Regions from separate parts of the Oryzias latipes genome. Here region 2 is linked to region 1. The links are chromatin contacts, called in public Hi-C maps. All regions are on one chromosome and are shown on one strand. The core of a region is the stretch at or near the end of the contact, and the rest is flanking DNA. Distances in the headings are between cores, read along the strand shown.

Region 1 (5,564 bases), core at 1,370-3,869:
TAGATTAAAAAACTGGCAAAGCTTCTCATCAAAGCCACTTTCTGTTTTGTCTTTGTGAATAACTTAAAGAACTGCACAAAGAGAAGGAGGAGGAGGAGGAACGGGTGGGGTGTTCACCTACAAGCAAAAAAAGAAAAGTAATTGCCATAACATAAATAATAAGGGGCTATATGCAGGGAAGTGTTTGAAGAGCCGGCCCTGATCAAGATAAGATTGGAGACAGTATCAGGAGACAGAGGAAGTGTTTTTTGGTGTCTGCAGCAGCTGAGAGGAAACTTCAGTGACAGAGTTAGTCAGCCAGACGCAAAGCTGAACCCTGCAGAAACAAGCAGCCTAAATGGGGTTTAAGGTGTGACGAGGATAAGCGGGAGTCAGATGCATATGTGGGGCTATGAAAGTGACATGGAATTTACAGAAAAGTGGCTTTTGTGTCGTTTCTCAAACACTATTTCATTGTATTTAGAGCAGCATCCTTGCCCTTCATTAAACTATAACTCTATAGAAGAAAAAAATATATTTTCCTGAGAATTTAGAGTATAAATCTGACTCTCCTACTTCAGCTGCAGTAGGCTTAGGCTACTAATTTCATGCCATTAAACGTAAAGTGAAGGTAAAAGTGAGCACATCTAATCGTTTGACTTATGCAGCTGTTTTTAGTTAGGTCAAGTGCACAAAACGTGCACTTTTAAAGACTAAGGCATTATTAAAGATCTTTTTTTTATCATTTTAATGCTGCTATCTAAAATCTTGCCTCATGTGTTGTTTCATTTTGTCTCTTAACAGCAAGAAATGTTTGGAGCAACAAACTGCAAAGCCTGTTGAATTCATTACATCGTAAACGTTTCTGCACAATGCCGATGCTTTTCTGCATGGTGTAATTATTAACAGCTGTGGCAAATGAATATCAGGCTTTAAAAGATTAGCAGAACAGAGGTAAGACCTGGTGGTGCTGCATTGTGGAGTAGAGATTGTCGCAGGAAGGAGCGCGGGATCCTTTCCCTTCAGAACCCTACCTGCTGCTGCTGCTGCTGTTGCTGCTGCTGCTGCTGCTGCGGCTTCAGGAGGAGAAAACAGATCTGGACGCAAATGCGCCGTTGTTTGGACTGTCCATGATTGATGCTTGACTTAATCCAGTGCTCTGTGCGCCTTCCCGGGAGGTTGGCGGTCTCTTTGTGCCTCCGTGTCCCATGTGAAGCAAACCAAAGCGGGAGTGTGAGGGTCATAGCTATTCGGCAGGGTACCAGATCTTTCCCACCGGCACATCTGCATGTGAAATCGCCATTTCACCCCTCCACACTCCCTAATTGTTGCTAAAATTATTTGTGAAATTGCCTTCCACCAGGAGTGTTTTCCACGGCAATTGTCACACAATTTTATATGCACGGTGGGCCCACAGAGTTAACACATGCTGCTCCTCTCCTCTGCCATATGGGCCCTTTCTGTTTTGCCTTTAATAGTGACACATCACAATCAGTTTTTTAAACAATTACCTTCGAGCAATTACTTGAACAAGTCAACCTGTTGTCACCAATACCGGGTCGATCCGAATGTTGCAGGGTAATTGCCACAAAAGCTGTGAGAGCGACTTGGTTGTTCATGCTGCGCGCATTATCCTAATTGAAAGGTTAACAAGCTGAAAGGCATCTTAAAGTGTAACCCTGGCCTGGAAGAGCTGCTTTGGTGCCGTTTAGCGCGCAGCGGGCCCCAGAAAATCAGCGGTGGAGACTCAACTTTTGATGGACAGATTTCATTAAATTGGGATGACTCAATAAAAAAACTGATTGAGAATTTCTGCAAAATGTTTTTAAAATAGATTTTATTAATATATTTTTATCATGCGCTTCACTTTTCTAATAGTTTATTTTACTTTGGAGGAACACTTTTTACTTTATAAAAAAAAAAAAAAGTAAGAAAAGGAATCTATAAATACTAATATTTCACGGGTTTGATCAGCTGAGTGACGCCCAGACAAGAGGCAAATGCTTTCAAACATTATTTAGATCTATTGCGATCCTGAAGTGCTTTTCTTGTTTGGGCTCTTGTGTGAGAAGCGGCAGTGAATTAAAAAAAAAAAAGCGCACGGTGCTGATCTGATTGGTCGGCCGGCTCCTGGCTAAACCCACTCTCCTTCATCCATAAAAGAAAGGGCAGGGAGCCTATGGGAGCGCGCGGCTGTCTCCTCCTACGACATGCACGAAAGTTGGCCACTTAAACTACTTCCAGCAAGCCACCAGACATTATACTGAACCCAAACTAGAACGAGGGGGAAGAGAAACACCAGCGCTCTCAATTTAGGTGCCACTCCTCCATTTCCAAACCTAATTTGTTGCAACATTTTTCTTTATTTTGTGGCACATTCATCACGTCAGGGGAGAGGATCAGTTTTATTCCCCCCTCCGGTGGAAGGAGAGCTTGTCAAGATCACCCGCCTGGGATTAGGATTTGACAGCAGCGGCGCATCTTGTTGAGCGTTTTGAATACATTCCTTTTTTTTCTATTTCACTTTGTTGGGGTTGTTCATCGTTTCTCTGGTTGGGCTGGGGGTCTGGGGAGCTTGGACTTTCTCAGAGCTGAAGGCTCGATCAGTGTCCAGTTGGGTGTTTTTGCCTGGGTGGCTAGATGATGGCTACTCTGCCCGGAACTGTGCCTCGGATGGTGCGCCCTGCGCCAGGCCAGAATTACCCAAGAACCGGTTTCCCCCTAGAAGGTAAGGAAGGGGACAAGGAGTGCTTCTTTTTTGGACTTGTGTTCGAACCCTCAGTGGTTGCCCGCTGTGTGAGCCCTCAGATGTGACACATGCTGAGAAATAAAACAATAACATTGTTGGAACAAAAGCGCAATCACTGCGTATTAAGTTCAATTTAGTTTAGATCAAAATGTTTTTTTAACACAATACTTACATATATATATATATTATTTTGTCAAATGAATACATTTAAATAAACTCTGATAAATTATATCCCAACTTTACTGCTTATCAAAAAAGGCCTCTACATATAACCGTCATATTTTAGTTTCTCTCTTTAATATCCAAATGTTTTCATACATTATTTAACAAATATCTGCAATTTTAACATGTAAATCCATTTTTTAAAATAACTTTAATTTATTCTACTTTTACATTACCCCCACTAAAATCACCAGACACATATGGGCGGGAAAACAAAGAACATTTTTATTTGCATGCATTTGTGGAAACACTTTTCCCAACACCCACTTCGTGCTCAAGTGCTTCGGACGGAAGCGTAAAAAACCACGTAGCTCGCGAGTTCCTCGAGCCCCGGGATTTGCTCAAGTGTCCTGCTGCTGGAAATGGCAATAACACACACAGCAAAAAGATGGCTCAAAGGATCACATCAATATTTGTACAGCATGACTAGGAATAATCAAGGTGGGGAGAGTTGGCCACTTTAGGGTCTCTTGAATGTGAAATTGCTTCCTCAAGTGGCCTCGGACGCATCCTGTCATCCAGACTAAGGCTGCGTCAATTTGGCACCACGCTCCTTTGAAAATGTGCAATATGATAATGAGCGCGTCCTGCTAAATATCAACAACAAATGCGCCACTGATGGAAAATTATCTTTTCAAATTGAAGTGATTTGTTTTTGTTGGTTTTACTTTTATTATTTTCTGCTGCGCGTCTTTGAAGCTGTTGTTGTTTGTTGTGGCGCAGTGTCTACCCCTCTGGGCCAGGGTAGGGTGAATCAGCTTGGAGGAGTGTTCATCAACGGGAGGCCCTTGCCAAATCACATCCGACACAAGATAGTGGAGATGGCCCACCACGGAATCCGACCCTGCGTGATCTCGCGGCAACTGCGAGTTTCTCACGGTTGTGTGTCCAAGATCCTCTGTCGGTACCAGGAGACCGGATCCATCCGTCCGGGAGCCATCGGAGGCAGTAAACCCAGGGTGAGTGGCGGTCCGCCGCCCCAAAAAACTGGGTCACCGCAGCAGGCTGATGGACCCCCTATCTGTCATTTTTATTTTAACAATCCATAAAAGTTTTGTATTTTAAATAATATGAGAAAAAAAACGTATTTTTATATATATGAATAACAGATTATGGATTTAATTGTGCCCTTTTTGTTAATTAAATTCACTGCTTCATCCTTGATGACAAAATGCAAATAAAAAAAATGTTTTAGGCTTTAAACTAAATAACATAACTTTTGGTTTTTGGTTGGAAATATAGAATTAATAATATTTCAAAACATATTTATATATGTGCATTATAATAACATACATTATAGGTCCACACATTTATAAAATATAAAATGTTTTTTAATGAGTTAATTCGTTTTTTTAAACATAAACAAGTATCATATTTCTTTTAAACCCCCTAAAATGTAATTAGTTTTTTTTTTGTGAATGAGATTTTCTTAAAATAAAATAGATAAATAAAAATACAGGTGAAACTAAAATTGTTCGTTTGTTTGCCCCCCCCCCCCATTCTTGCTTGGATTCCATTTCAAACCTAAAGCAGGTGGCAACTCCTGATGTGGAGAAGCGGATCGAAGAGTACAAGAGAGAAAACCCTGGCATGTTCAGCTGGGAGATCCGGGATAAGCTGCTGAAGGACGGTGTGTGCGACAGAAGCACAGTTCCTTCAGGTGAGGCTTCATCTGGTAAGCTGCACTTTTTTATTTTTACTCACTACCAGTGAACACTGCAGCATCACTGACTTCAACATGTCCACTTACTGAAAATGAAACCCCATCAGTAAGCAGCTGTTTGACCTAGAAAAAAAGAGAAAGCTCCTGTTGAAATGTGGCTTCAGTGTTTCTGTTTCATTTTGCTTTAACATTTTGGACAGTTTGGTTTAAGCTGGTGCTTCATGTCAAACTTTTGCTGTGCCTTATTCTGTATCCTTCTAAAATGTTTGATAGGATTATTTTGGTTCTTTTATGGGTTTTAGGGCTAATCACCCATTTACCTTTTTGTTGCCATTAGTGAGCTCCATCAGCCGCGTTTTGAGGGCCCGATTTGGCAAAAAAGATGACGAGGATGACTGTGATAAGAAGGATGAAGATGGAGAAAAGAAAACAAAGCATAGCATCGATGGCATCCTCGGTGATAAATGTAAGTTAACTCAAAATTTCTGAAATTTCAAATTTTATTATCATCATCAAAGTGGGGGAAATGTTTGAAATAGACTTCCTGCCTAAAATCAGATTGTGGGGGGGAAAAACTGTTCTTCCGAGCTGCTGCTAAACAGGCAGAATTCATGCCTGCTCTGATCCTCCGAGCCAGGCACTTGTTCGTTCATGCAATTATTTATGAGAGTCTTGGCAGAAGGTATTTAACTGCAGAAAATTAATTTGTGTGGCGAATTCCTCCTTATTCATTTTCTCAGTCATTTAACGACCTCTAAATGACAGCTGACAGTTGACCCATTTTGCAAACGGTGTCAGTTCACTGACATTTCAACACTTGTCAGTTAAAGTGAAAATCAATCTTTGAATTATAATTATTATTTTTATTACTATTATTATTATTATTATTTCCGGGCACATAAAACAATATATTTTGTCTGTTCGCTTCCTTGTTTTCTACCCTAAAAAGGT
Region 2 (5,564 bases), core at 2,208-4,707, 53 kb after region 1:
GATGCAAGGCAAATGCAGCCACAAAGCTTGAGTGACAGGAGATGGGCAGGAAGAAGAAGCCTTCAAAGCTCCCACATTGACAACACTTCACATGTTTGATGACACACTTCAATACAACCGCTGTGTAGAGCACAACCAACTCATTTCTCTGACAATTTTACCGTGCTTCCATTCTAATGCGACAGATGTTATTGTTTTAATAATTTTGCAAGCAATAAATTAGCCTAAAAGTGTTGCTTTTTAATTAAAAGCATATCTAACTGCAAGACTTTAATTGCATATTTTTGTATAACCTTAGATTTGACCATAGGTCAGCTTCTACGTATATAAAACAGGCATTTATTTTGCAAATGTGCAAAGAAAAAGATAAATATTATCAGCAAAGTGATCACCTAAATAAGCCTTTGTACAGTATGAACTTAAAAAAGACATCTTTGAAAACAAAATTGAATTTAAACGTGGAGAGACAGCAAACATCAAGTCTTACCTAGTAACTGTTGTCAGATGGCTTTGTATAAATTTTTGTCTTGCTTTAAAATAATATTCAAAAATACTAAAAACATTTTTTTGGAAATTTCACCTCATGGTGCCTATTGATGCAAATATACACCAAACTACTTTAAATTATCTAATTTTAGCATCTACCTGAAAGCAAAAACATTTTTTTTCATAGCTGGAAATGAATTCACTCTTTAAGAGGGTAAAAGATCACCAACACTTTTTGACTTATAACTTGTTTTCAAATCTTTGCATGATAATGCAAACTCTGAGCGCTAAGCTTCAAATGATACAACTTTTCTTTATGCCTCAGATTGACATAAAGCCCAGAAAATAACGTCTGCTCCATTCTTTGAGTCAATAAATCAAAAAAGGCTTTTTTTTTATTTATCCACTCACCATACTCATTTCAGAAACATTCACTTTTTAAATGACCCTGAATCTCTCCTGCATGCCCCCTGCTCTCTGTGTTATTACTCAGCTGACAGGGTGTCAATGAGCTGTGTTTGTCAGCCCCCCGCCCTCCTGAGCTAAGGGACTTGTTGCATCTTTAAGGGCCTAGAATCTAATTGAATCACGACTCTCATCTGTGTCTCAGCAGAGTTTTTAAATGACTGTTTGCTCAACTTCTCTGCCCATTTCCACTGATTAATTCATACCAAGCCAAACAAAATGTTCTGCCTTGTTTGTCATGTCACATCCAAGCCCTGCAGCCCAGTCCTTATCGCAAGAAATGTCTTCAGATGTGCGGAGACCCAACAGAAAACCAGTGACTGAGTTCAAGGAGAATATCATCACTCAGTCAGAGAGACATTAGTCTTCTTGAAAATAATAAATACATTTCTTTAAAAAAAAAAACATCGATGTCCTGAGGTTAAAATCCCTCTATGGCAACACAAAGCATGAGAAAAGCGGAAAATTGTACAACATTCACCTTTTTGACCAGACCAATACACGGTGGCAAACGAGCATTTATGAAAACCTAATTTTAAAAATGATTACGGTAATATTTTCATATTTAGGAAAAACCTTTTATATGCTTTATTAATTAAATGTTATCACAGATTTGCTAAGCAGGTATATTTGAAATGGAAATGTAGAAATAATTTATTTTATAGACTTTCTTGATCACTGTCTTGTCAGGAATTTTGGGAATAAACATTTTTGTTTTGCTTTTTCCTGTGTTTTGTAAAGTATGGGTGTTGGTAACAAAACATTTGACAGTCTGTATAATTTCTGTAGTTTCTGTTGATTATGTCTTTGTTTCGAATTATTTTCCAATGCAACTTTTTATTCTTTTTATTATTATTATTATTAACATGGACATTGTTTGATGATGCTTAAACCCAAACTGCACTGATATTCTAAAGTGTATTTATTTTAAATTACCCAGAAAAGGAATTGTTCAAGTAAGATTTTTCTTTTTTTTAATTTTCTTATATTATACAGATTTTCCTTGATCATACATCCACCATAATCTTTATTTTGCTCAAACAGAGCCAATCAGAGAGGAGGTGATGTTTTTGCATGATCTCCAAAGATTTATTCATTCATTCATTCATTCATTTTCTTGACCGTTTTTCCCTTTTGGGGTCACGGGGCTGCCGGAGCCTATCCCGGCCACTTGTTTGACCAGACCAATAGACGATTTATTTCATTTAAAAAAAAGAAGGTGCTCAGGTTTTGGCTGGTTCTATTATGCTGAAAGGTTCCTTATTCCAGCATTTTCAGCTCCAATTATAACCACAGCTTCATTGGACTAAAAAATCTACATGCAAACTTCAATGTTAAAGCAAAACCACTTTTCTGTAGTATATGCCTTAATTGGCCTTTTGTTTCTTCGGTTTTCCTTATTTGTCGCCGCTTAAAAATACGGACAGAAAAACAAATATTTAAAAATGTAAATAACCCTGTTTCTAAGTTTGACATTCTGCCCCAATTTAAAGTATTGGATCATCGAATTTTAAGGTAATGTGGCATGGGCTTGTGTAAAAAATAAAAATCAGATAAAGAAATATTCTGACGCATCTTGTCATGTAGTCTATCTGCTAATGATATCATTGAATTAATTTTCCCCAAAAATGAAAAATCCAAGTCTGATTTTTATTTTGTTTTAGTAAGATTTATTTCTTAAAATTTAACCTGATTTTTTTCTAGAAACTCCTTTAAAACCATTTGTCACTGGGCAAAAACAAATGTGTTTAAAGTGTGGGTGGTAATATAGCCTCAAAGACATGTGTTTGTGTGCCTAACAGAACAGAGATCATTAAGTTCACAATAGATCATCGTAAGAGTTAAATGCTCTCCTGTTTCTGGATGACTATGGGCCTTGTGACAGCCTCTGTGATCACAACCCCCCGATGCTTCCCCAGGGTCCCATAAACCACATCAGTCCATCACCCTGACAGAACGTTCGGATTCCTGTAAGGACCCCCACCACCGCCACATCAACCACCAGCATCCAGAGTTTAGTTCTTTAAATGAAGTACAGAAATTTCAATGACTTTTACTTTTTCACATTTCAGTCATTTTAAATGACTTTTAAATTATTTTTTTATTTAACATTTTTACCAGTCAGGCTTACTATTTTATATTCAAAAATTACACATCAGGGCTCAGCTTAACTTCCATTTGTTGCACTGTCTAAGTGAAAAGCCAGCTCAGTTCCTTATTCAGCAACCTCCTCAGTCTGTGATTGACTTTTCCCCCACCAGCCTGCAGCAGATGAAGGAACAGAGCTTAAACCTGTTACTGTCAGCTTCTCACCTGGATCATAAGAACTCCTGCTCGGAGCATGCAAACCAATATCCCCCTATTCTTCGCACAGCCGCCCGGGATTCACTGCACTGGCTTTTCACAAAGAGGAGAGCCAAGCGCACTCTGTGTTATCTTATTGAGTTACCTGTAGCTAAGCTCTGAGCGAGCGCACACAATGGCAGGCAGTTAATGACAGTGCAGGGCCTAACCCCTTGTCCCCTGCCTTTCCCTGAGCCTCATTTCCGCGCGGCGGCTGCCATTTCACAGCTGTTAGCCACAGACTCTCTTTGTCATGATTAAGGGCAAATTAATAGATGCCTCCTGGTAATCAGCTTTCATTAGGGCTGTCAAACCGTCAGTGGCATTCGCTCAGTGCTCAGGACTTGGGATGATCACCTCCCATTTGAGAGACAGTGCCGCTGACAGCTGAGAGGCTGCTGTATTTGGTGCAGCTGGTGTGGCTAAAGTGTGGGTAACCAGTGCATTAGCACGCTCCTTCATGGCACAAGTGCTTGTAGTTGGTGCTTTAACAGTTCTTCTCCGTGTGGAGCTGCAAGATGGAGGTCATCGCGGGAATGACATAAAGAGTGGTCTTTCTGCTGGGTGTAATTGGCCCCAGCATGCTGAAAATGGGCTGTGAAATGTAAGGGGGGGTCAAATAATTGATTTTCCTCCAAATGCAGAATCCAGGGCAGGCGTGTTTAGTGAGGAACATACAAGAGCAGTTCAGCCCGGGCTGACTGGCATATCTGTTGAAAGTTCCCAGGGGCAGGGGAAGAGATAACACACACCTGAGACCCCGGAGCAGAGGGACGGCCATGGCGGTGCTACTCAGAGGGCAGCAGCGAGGATTCACATCAAACTTCCTCCCTCACAAGCCTGTATGTGGGGGTGGGGCTCATGCACACACACACATTCGCGCTGAGAATGATGGACAGAGACTATTGTATGTAGAAATACACTCTCCTCTCTCCCTCTGTCCGTCTCCGGTTCTCTTTCTGTCAGCCTCCCACCCTCCGTCTCTCTGCAGCATTTCTGGAATTGATGAAATAAACTCATCAGACTTCCACCAAGTTTGGTATTGTGAGGGAGAGCTGAAGTCATTTCAGTATGTAGATTTCAGACTTAAACCCATAACCGTGTTGCGTGGTGCATGACCACCCCCACCTGCTGGAGAGAGAAGGCTCGGGTGTGCATGATGGGATAGGGATGGCTGTAACAGAGGATACAGCCTGGTCCTGTGAATGTTTACTGATTTCTCAACACTACAGCCTAGGGGAATTAAGACAATAGCCTTAATGCAAATGGTATAATCTAGTGACAAAATGACACTTTATTTGCTGTGCCAAAATGGAGCTGGAATACATGTGTAAGCTAATTGAGAAGAACCAGCCACTTAACCGTCTGCTGTGCTAAAATAGCCTTCATCTTTCATTTGAAGGATTTCTTCATAGGAAAAAAAAAAAAAAGATGAATGAAGATTGTCAAGTTCCGTGATCTCTGTAATTTGATTTTGCCCAAAACACAATGATTACAAAACTTTTGCATTTCTCCCAAAGAGTCACTGCTGTCAAAAATGTAGATGAGCCACCCAAAGCTGGCACGTTGAGCTCATCATAACAGGGCATTTGCGCGATGCGTCGTCACTTCTCTTCAATTTCCTTAAGCATCTTGGTAAATTGCACCAAACAAATTCAAGATCAACTCCAGCGTCAAAAACAATGCACATAAATCCCATTTATTCAACCCATATTGTGCCGCAGAGGGCCCCTGTGTTTGCATGAAGGTAATTACAGTGGGATTTGATGTTGTGGTGTGCCCAGAATTCTCTAGCTTTAGATCAGGCTCAGGGTGCTCCACCCCATTAATACTCCATATGGGGAACCCAGCTGTGATCAGAATTGGACGAGCGGGAGGGGAAATCGATTTCATTTGCAGGATTATTGATGTAACCAAGATGCTGTTTGTATGAAACATAAAGTCTCATTTCAGAGGTTATGGACAAAACTGGATTGAGGGGCTGGCTATTTGTTTTGTTCAGTGAAACATTACAGAAACAAAGAAGTCGGTGCGCATGCTGCTGTACCGTCTGCACCCGCATTGCACCACATTAATACTCTGGAACAATTTTTTTTTCTTCTCTTTTTCATCTTTTCCCAGCCACCTCTCCGCGCTGACACAAACAGCTGCATGCAACAAATACACAACAAGGTGGGGGAAAGAAAGGAAGACTGTGGGAAAATTAATGATTTAGTGCTGCGCAGGAGACAAACACGAGGGTTCAAAGTATCACATATTGTTGGAGTAAG

What was found. A called contact is a pair of places that touch in the nucleus more often than the background predicts.
Region 2: a contact with region 1 is called in a Hi-C map of embryo, with 2.4 times the contacts expected there. The contact joins the enhancer-like site here to the promoter of pax7 in region 1. A contact is called at or near these places in 2 of 5 Hi-C or Micro-C datasets (both in embryo).

The regions. Positions count from the first base shown.
Region 1 is chr5:8,878,788-8,884,351 of ASM223467v1, forward strand. pax7 (paired box 7) reads left to right here and starts at 2,620. Exons shown (of 9, transcript NM_001305635.1): 1 at 2,620-2,707; 2 at 3,674-3,909; 3 at 4,481-4,625; 4 at 4,951-5,079. The coding sequence starts at 2,620.
Region 2 is chr5:8,931,209-8,936,772 of ASM223467v1, forward strand. No RefSeq gene overlaps it. Among protein-coding and RNA genes, the nearest start is that of park7, 16 kb to the right of the region's middle. Within about 2 kb of position 3,458, at least 3 of the 8 cell types and tissues checked have an H3K27ac peak or open chromatin away from gene starts, as enhancers often do. A contact at or near this core is called in embryo, where this site is marked.